2 separate regions of the Zea mays genome follow, and region 2 is linked to region 1. Evidence: chromatin contacts called from public Hi-C data. All regions are on one chromosome and are shown on one strand. The core of a region is the stretch at or near the end of the contact, and the rest is flanking DNA. Distances in the headings are between cores, read along the strand shown.

Region 1 (3,997 bases), core at 479-2,978:
AGAGTTATATCTATTTTAGCTAGCATGACACACTATGATTATTTTGCTTACTTGACTTGTGTAAGAGCCAAATATCTGAGGTCTTTAACAAGTATGAAGCTATATTTGGTGCAGTGACATCAAATAGATCCTCACAATCAACAAGAATTGATAAGAAGAGGACTAATTGGGGTATGATATATGGTGATGATGACGATGATTTGTTTTCAACCCTAATTGGTGGTATGTTCTTCTTGCAACTCGAGTCCTCAAGCTTCTCTATCTAGATATACTTATGCTAGTGTCGTGCATCTCTTAGGATTGGTTCTGAATTGTTAGCATACTTGGATAGTGATATTATCGAGATGTTTGATGACGATTTTAATCTTTTGACTTGGTGGCAAGATCACAAACTGACATACCCTGCTCTTTCTATGTTGGCTAAGGATATACTAACTTTATCCGTCTCTACAATTTCATTAGAAGGTCCATTTAGTCTTACTGGCAGGATCATCAAGGAGCGTCATCGTCGTCTGACATCGGACACACGGCAGAGATGCTGACCTGTATCAAGGACTAGGAGGAGGGGAACGCAAGGACCCAACACACTGTAGAGAACAAAGAGCTTAAAGGATCGTTCTTTAAGCTTTATATTGATGATGAACCAGTTGACACTCCTGAGTCCTCTCATGCATCTCAGTCTCAGTCTCAGGCACAAATGGATCCACATGTAGATGCTTAATCTCAATTAGCTAGTGTAAATTTGTAATAGCTATATATCTATATAGACATGTGTGCCTATATGATTGTATAAGAACTATGAACTGTGATGTATATGTATAGGAAAACACGGGCTGGAAATGAACCAAGCTCGCCTCAGCTCGGCCTTTGCACTACAGGCCAACCGGGCTGACCGTGCTGGCATGGGTGCCCAAACAACAGACTCAGACAGTCAGACAGCTGTCCGGCCATAGACAACTTCGTGCACGTGCCGAGAAACAACAAAGTTTCTCCAGGTGACACGACGGCGACGACCGTACGTGGAATCCAAGCTAGCACACGTACTCCGCATCCTGAGCCGAGAGAGAAAAAACTGGACGAGTACGAGTACGATGCATACGTGTCCATGTGGAAGCGTGCTGAGGAGTTTTCGCTGCACTGTGCCGTGGCGTAGGCACCATGCCGATCGAGAGGCTTCGCGGCGGTCGGGCTTTTGCTCGGCGCCTGTCCGCCCGGTCGTCATTGCCTGCCGCTGCCGGCGAGGCTGGTGCAGCGGCTATTGCTCGTGAGTGGGACAGGCAATATCGTAAGAGCCGGGTCAGGCCGCCTGAACGTGGACGGCACCCATACCCAGGTGAGCTCACGATAGGAAGAGAGAAAGAGGGGATGTGGAGATATGGGCACGTCGTCTTCGATGTGTGCCAAGATAAACTCTGCACGACTGTAAATGGTTCAGCGATGATGGACCTATTAGCGCTGGCACTCTCGAGATCTGGTGTGCGTGGCCTCAGTTTTGGTGATCTGCGATGCGGACGCGATGAATGTCGCATGACTTGTCTGCTAGCTTGTTGCAAGTATACTTACTATATACTATGTACTGTATAAAAATGGATCCGAGACAGTCCATATCCCGGGACACGTACGTACGTACGTACATGATCCCTGTAACCCACCACATCCAGTGGCAGTGCTGCCGGCTCGCTTCATCAATTTTAGAATGGTAACAGAGCCTATCAGCTCTGTTCCCCCAGTAGACACCTAAACTTTGCCACATAGCCAATAACGGATCGGATCGCCTTCGTACTTTTCCTACTTGCTATCTCCAGCGCTAGGCTATCAGCTAGCACTAGCAGCGCCGTCACTGTTCGAAGAGATCAGCGCAGCGAACTCGCAGCCGAGAGATCGATCGAGGCCGGCCGGGGCCGAGATGGGCAGCGTCGGCGTCGGTTGCGGCTCGCCGGACGAGGAGCAGCAGACCGAGGGCAGTGGCCCTCTGCCGCCGCCGGCTGTCTGCGTCACGGGGTCCACCGGCTACGTCGGCTCCTGGCTCGTCCGCACGCTGCTGCGGCGAGGCTACCGCGTCCACGCCACCGCCAGGGACACAGGTATGTATGTATGTATGTACACACGGCGCGCGCGCGTGCGTGCGTCGGCGCTGCACATGGCCGAATAACTCTGATGTTGGCGCTGACCATATGGCCGAGCTCTGATGCCGGCGGCGTTGCGCGCGCGGTGCACCGGTGCCGGTGGTGTTGCACGCACGCAGGCAAGGCCTTGCAGGTGCTCGCCGTCGTGGAAGAAGGGAGGGACCGGCTCAGGGTGTTCAGGGCCGACATGGGCGAGGAAGGGAGCTTCGACGCCGCCGTCACGGGATGCGTGGCGCTCTTCCACGTCGCGGCCTCCATGGACCTCCACGTATCACCCGCCCATCAGGACAACCTCGGTGAGTCGTTGTGAACTTGTGATACAATACAGATACACATGTGAAGTTGTCGACAGCAGCGCGGCTAGCTCAGTTCACTCCATCCGTTCTGCGCAAATGCATGCTCCAAGTCATAAATACTGATACAGTCTGAAAATCTATCTACTCCCCCCCCCCCCCCCCCCCCTGCACATATAAAAACATGCGTTACAATATTATTAGGAACAAATTTTATTAAATAAATCTTCAAAACTACATACCACACTAATTTTTAAGTTACTTGCCTATACATTGCAACAAAAATCAATCAATTAGTATAGGAACCAGAATACGTAAAAATCTTTGATTTTTAGTACCGGTATGGGTTTTCTTGAGTACCAGTATGTAGCAGGCGATTATTTTAACTAAAAATACCACTGGCACTTTATAACTAAATTCGTCTGTAAAAATTAAACACCACTGTGGGTTTAGAGCTCTTTTCTACTAGTGGTTTTAAGTTTGTTCTAAGTTAAACTATTTAAATTTTGACAAACAATATATATAAATTGAATTATTTTAAACTAAAGGAATTATCTATTATGTCTATTATGTTAGATCAAGTCATAATAAATCTAGTAAATTTACTTTTATTTTATATTTTTTATAAAACATACGGAATAACCCGTCAAAGTTGACAGTGATTGACCTGCTTAAAACGACAAACTTACATGGACGGAGAAAGCAGCAAACATATGTACGTTACAACGAAATCTAGTACGTATAGTAATCGGACACTGTATCATTGCTAGAAGCAGTTTGATATGATCGGTCTAATACGTAATGAAATTGAATTATGTATCCGTCATCGCTAGACGCAAGTTGATCATCGAGTTATAGACGTAAGCTGTTATAACTTGTATCAATATAGATCATAAATCTGAGTCATATATAAGTCATAGAGTATACTTGCATATGGGTAGGGAAAGACATAAAAATAGATAGAGTAAATAATATTAAAAATACAAATTATGAAAAAAAATAAAAAGAAAAAAACACCTACTGTCTAAGAATCCTTACGATATGATAACTCATGATATAAAATGTTACCGTATTTCTATAAAGCATAATATTAACCAAAAACTATAAAAATGTTTTACTTTTAAACATGTCCAAATTGAAAATGTTTTATCGGTATTATTTTTTGGTTACTCATATTTGAACACAATACTCCATACTTTACAATTTTTATTTACGGATCTTGTCACATGCATGGACTTAATTAAGTTATCAACCAACACGTGAAGCATATATGCCAAAAAAAAGTGAACATGTAAAATAAAATATAGAAGAATCGGTCGCATCTCGTGTGTTTCCTTAGTTTTCGGCGAGTTCTGCTTAATGGGTTCCAAAATTTGACTGTGGGACTCCTTATTTTTGCTGTTCATGTACTTTATATCTAGAGGAGATTCACTTCCTCTATTTCTACATCAGTGTTCTCTAAACATCATTTTAAATATGCGTTCTCTAAACAACATTTTAAACATACGACGTTCAATCATCCTCTTTATATAGAGAGAGTTTCTCTCCTCTCATCTATTCACTTTAATACTTAAAACA
Region 2 (3,997 bases), core at 1,069-3,568, 190 kb after region 1:
AGTTAAAATTTATGTAACAATAGTACTTTGTCTCAGTTTTCTTGTGTGCGTTGTGGACTTGTGCAAGTTATTAAATTCTAGTATTTTTGTGATTCCATTGTCATATAGATGTCTTGTACTCTTGTAGTCTTGTGTATGATTTATAATATCGGGTACCCGAATTTTACCCAAACCCAAACCTGAAATTGCGGGTACCCGAAATTGCGGGTACCCGGAAGTTTGGGTACGAGTACGGGTTCTACTGTTGAAAACCCGAAATATAAAAAACCCAAAAAACCCGACCCGAAATTTCGGGTAAACCCGAACGCCCAGTCCTAACTTGCTACTTCCTTGTGTTTTAAATGCTTTGTCACCTTATATAGTGCATTAGGTGATAGGAGTTGTGTGATAAACAATTAATGCAGTACTATTCCTTGGAAATTCCTTAACCATTGTTTTATAAAAAAGAACTGATATTGTTTAGCCCTGCTTAGGAACTGAAAAATCATTTGTTTTCAAAAAACTGATGTGGAACATTGGTTATGGGCTTTTTACTTCAAAAATTAAAGCAAACGTAAGATGGTGAGTCCATTCTTGGCCTGGGTGGATTTATCGTCCGAAAAGAGTACCCCTACCGGGTGCCAAAAATGGAGAAATGGGTTGAATAAATCGAGACCAACCGCTGAGAAGACAAGGTCGCCCGTCTGTGTCGATTAAGGATCATACTATTGATTGGCCTATTGTAGTTGATACTTTGCAACTAGCCACATACCCTGGTATGGAACAGGGTAAGCTTGAACCTGGCCATTCCATACGTGAAGAGACAATCACGCACTAGGAGTGGAGAGATGGCGGGAGTAGTATGTACCCTCCTAGCATAGTAGCACGCCTAGTAGGGTAATGTACTCTCTGGTGGCGCAGACCTGTTCATGTAGTGGAGGACTCCGTGGGAATGGTTGACATATGCAACAGTTAAGTGCTACATATGTCGTGTGGTTAGAAATACCCAACTGGGTATAATCGATTCAAATTTTCGTTGCTCCTCGGTTATGGAGACTTATCCCTGAGACCATCATCGTAGTTAGCAAGTGAAATATGAGTATGGATAAAATGTAGCTAGTATAGGCCAAGTGCTTGAACTAGATTAGGCTAGTCTAGGTTCAAGTAAATACCTAACTTGTGAAATAAAACTTGGCTGCCAAAAAGGGTCTTCGATAATTGATAAGCTTTACCTTGAGTTCCAAATTCATCATACCCTTGAAAGTCTTTTCTTTAGTCGGGTAAGTCTTGTTGAGTAATTGCTTACTCAGGGTTTTATTCCCTATGTTGTTGCACGAAAGATTCTTGTTATCTCTAACTTTTGATAGTTGCTTCGTGTGGAGGTCTTGAAGCTTAAAATGTTTATGTGTATGTCTTATGGAAAGGCTTCACCTTTTCCAATTGTTGTAGTAAGTTATGCCCTCGAGTATTATTAGGATTTGTAATAATTTCAATCACTTTCATGTTGTAAAACTTGAGTTCTGGAATATAAGGCATATTTTGTAAAAGTCTTCCGCTCTATCTCCAATGTGTGTGAATAAAATGCGATTAGTGTAATATGCCTGTAATGTGGGAGATCCTTGGGATGATGAGTTCGAGTTGATAAAATCGATAGCCTTGTTAGGTCACCTGGTACACATGCGTAGCCATCTGAGGCCGTTAATGGCAAAGGATTGGTGCATGTGAGCCTGATAACTTGGAAGGGCTATCATAAAAGCGAAGGGGACGGGTGAGCGGTGGGGTGGGGACCCCTGCTGGGTAGCGGGCGGTGGCTGGTGCGAAGCTGGGGTGTGTAGGAGACGATGACCTAGGTTTGGAATTAAATGGGCCGGTGGCCCGGTGTAAGTGCGGGTTGTAGCTAGATAGTTCCGTGCTTTCCTAACCAAGCAGTTCAATTAGGTTCGGGTTAGTGGTCTTGTTTGGGTGGACAGGGCTTCTATTAACTACAGAGAGCCTATGGCTTGTAATATACATACTATATATATATATACTACATTAATTCAATTGCTAGTTAATTCTAGACGAATTTAACATTAGAAAAGCGTAATAATACTCATGATTTTATATACTACATTAATTCAACACTAAACTAGTATAGTTTATCAGTTATTAATTCATCTGACAGCAGTAATTACTTTGTTTTGATGATGAATGCTAGGATTTTACCCCAAAAGTGTGCCGGATTGTTTGCCCTTTTCTAGAAGGGAAGCACGTAGTAGAAACCAAAACCAGAGCCCTCCAGGCCCAATAAAAGCCCAGTTCAGACTGGATAAAATGGGTCGAAACAGTCCCGGCGGTCCCCACGACACGTCATTGCCGTGGCCCAGCGCTAGTTTCCAGAAGCAGCCGCGAGCTTCCACCGCCTTCTTCCCGTGCATTTTCTCGAGCGACGGAGCGATCCGTTCGGGCCGTCCACCACAGCGAGAGAGAGCGGCAGAGGCGCAGAGCGCAACCGAGCGAGAGAGAGAGGACGGCGACGGCGGAGATGATGGGGTGGGGAGAGGAGGTGGTGGCTCTGTCCCTGCGAGGCTACGGCTATGGCAACGAGGAGGACGACCGGCCGGAGAAGCCGCGGCGGTACGGGGTGACGGAGATGCGGAGCCCCTTCTACTCCTTCCGCCCCGCAAACCAGGCGCTCCAGGTTCACCGCTGATTCACAGCTGCCACCCCCTATTTCGTGGCGCTGCGTCTGCGTGTGCTCTGCCCTAATTCGTTTTGTGGTGTGTTGTGCCGAGCTGGATGACTGGATTGTGCGTATTCTAGATTGGACTGCGATTAAGATTCCGTGGCATGCGAATGTGGCGTGTTTGTTTCGGTGAAAGCCGCGTCTTTTGGTTAATTAGTCTCTATAATAGATTCATACTAGTGTTTAGATTGAGACCATATGGATAGTTTCAGAACGTGATCTTCGTGGGCGTTGCCAAATTTTCGAACCAAATTAGCCGATTCATGCTAATTGTACTGGTATTTTCATATTTTCATTATCCAGCATCTAAGTTTCTGGTATGTGGTGGAGGCACAATAAAAATGTAGATTACTCTCTTGGATTTTGATTTTAGCAAGAAATAACTAGTTCCCAACTGTTTTTTAAGACCCCTTCCTCCTCCCCGGGTGGATTGGACTAGACATTAATGAAACTGAGTAAAGTTCACCATAGGAAAGATTATCAATAGCCATTTACTGGTTTTTGCAGGCACTGGGTGGTTATGCTTAAATGACTGCTGATATATTTTTCGTCTTTTTTTCACCATCCTAACCATTGCTGACACTCAAGCCAAACGTTTTCTTTTTATTATTTCAGGAAATATTGGATTCTCTTAGTCCATTCGTTGATGGTTTGAAGTTCTCTGGCGGATGCCATAGTTTGATGGGAAAGGAGTTGGTTAGAGAGATCACTGATCTAGCACACAGGCATGACATTTATGTGAGCACAGGTGATTGGGCAGAGCATTTGCTGCGCCAAGGACCCTCTTCTTTCAAGCAATATGTAGAGGTATGCGCCTCTGTTATGGTTATTTAATTCTGTGACAGATTGAAAACATGTGTGAAATCACTTCCAGAGCAGCACATAACATGTGTATTCCATTTCAGGAATGCAAGGCCTTAGGGTTTGACACAATTGAGCTGAATGCTGGGTCTCTCAACCTCCCTGAAGAGGCTCTGTTGAGACTAGTCCGCCTCATCAAGAGTAGTGGTTTAAGGGCAAAGCCAATGTTTTCGGTGAAGTTTGACAGTTCTGATATTCCTGCGTCTGGTGATAGGGCCTTTGGGGCTTACATAGCTCCAGTCAAAGGGAAGACCTCAGGTAAACTAAACAGAGGCTTGCCATTTCAACTTCATTGTACAAACTGTAATTGGTAAGACCCTAGTGACCTCAGGCAAACTGAAATACTGAATACTCTCTCCGTTCTAAAATAGTATTCGCTTTGGCTTTTGATTTTTATGTCTATATTCAATTGGATGATGATGAATGTTGACA

What was found. Hi-C and Micro-C count contacts between places; a contact is called where the count stands out from the background.
Region 2: a contact with region 1 is called in a Hi-C map of ear, with 2.4 times the contacts expected there. The contact joins the promoter of LOC100283358 here to the promoter of LOC100284504 in region 1. A contact is called at or near these places in 3 of 25 Hi-C or Micro-C datasets (ear, endosperm and leaf) and 1 of 3 datasets of contacts at active chromatin or transcription factors (leaf).

The regions. Positions count from the first base shown.
Region 1 is chr5:49,861,846-49,865,842 of Zm-B73-REFERENCE-NAM-5.0, forward strand. LOC100284504 (dihydroflavonol-4-reductase) reads left to right here and starts at 1,729. Exons shown (of 6, transcript NM_001157399.1): 1 at 1,729-2,084; 2 at 2,246-2,422. The coding sequence starts at 1,907.
Region 2 is chr5:50,049,307-50,053,303 of Zm-B73-REFERENCE-NAM-5.0, forward strand. LOC100283358 (phosphosulfolactate synthase-related protein) reads left to right here and starts at 2,319. Exons shown (of 5, transcript NM_001156259.2): 1 at 2,319-2,659; 2 at 3,320-3,511; 3 at 3,610-3,823. The coding sequence starts at 2,504.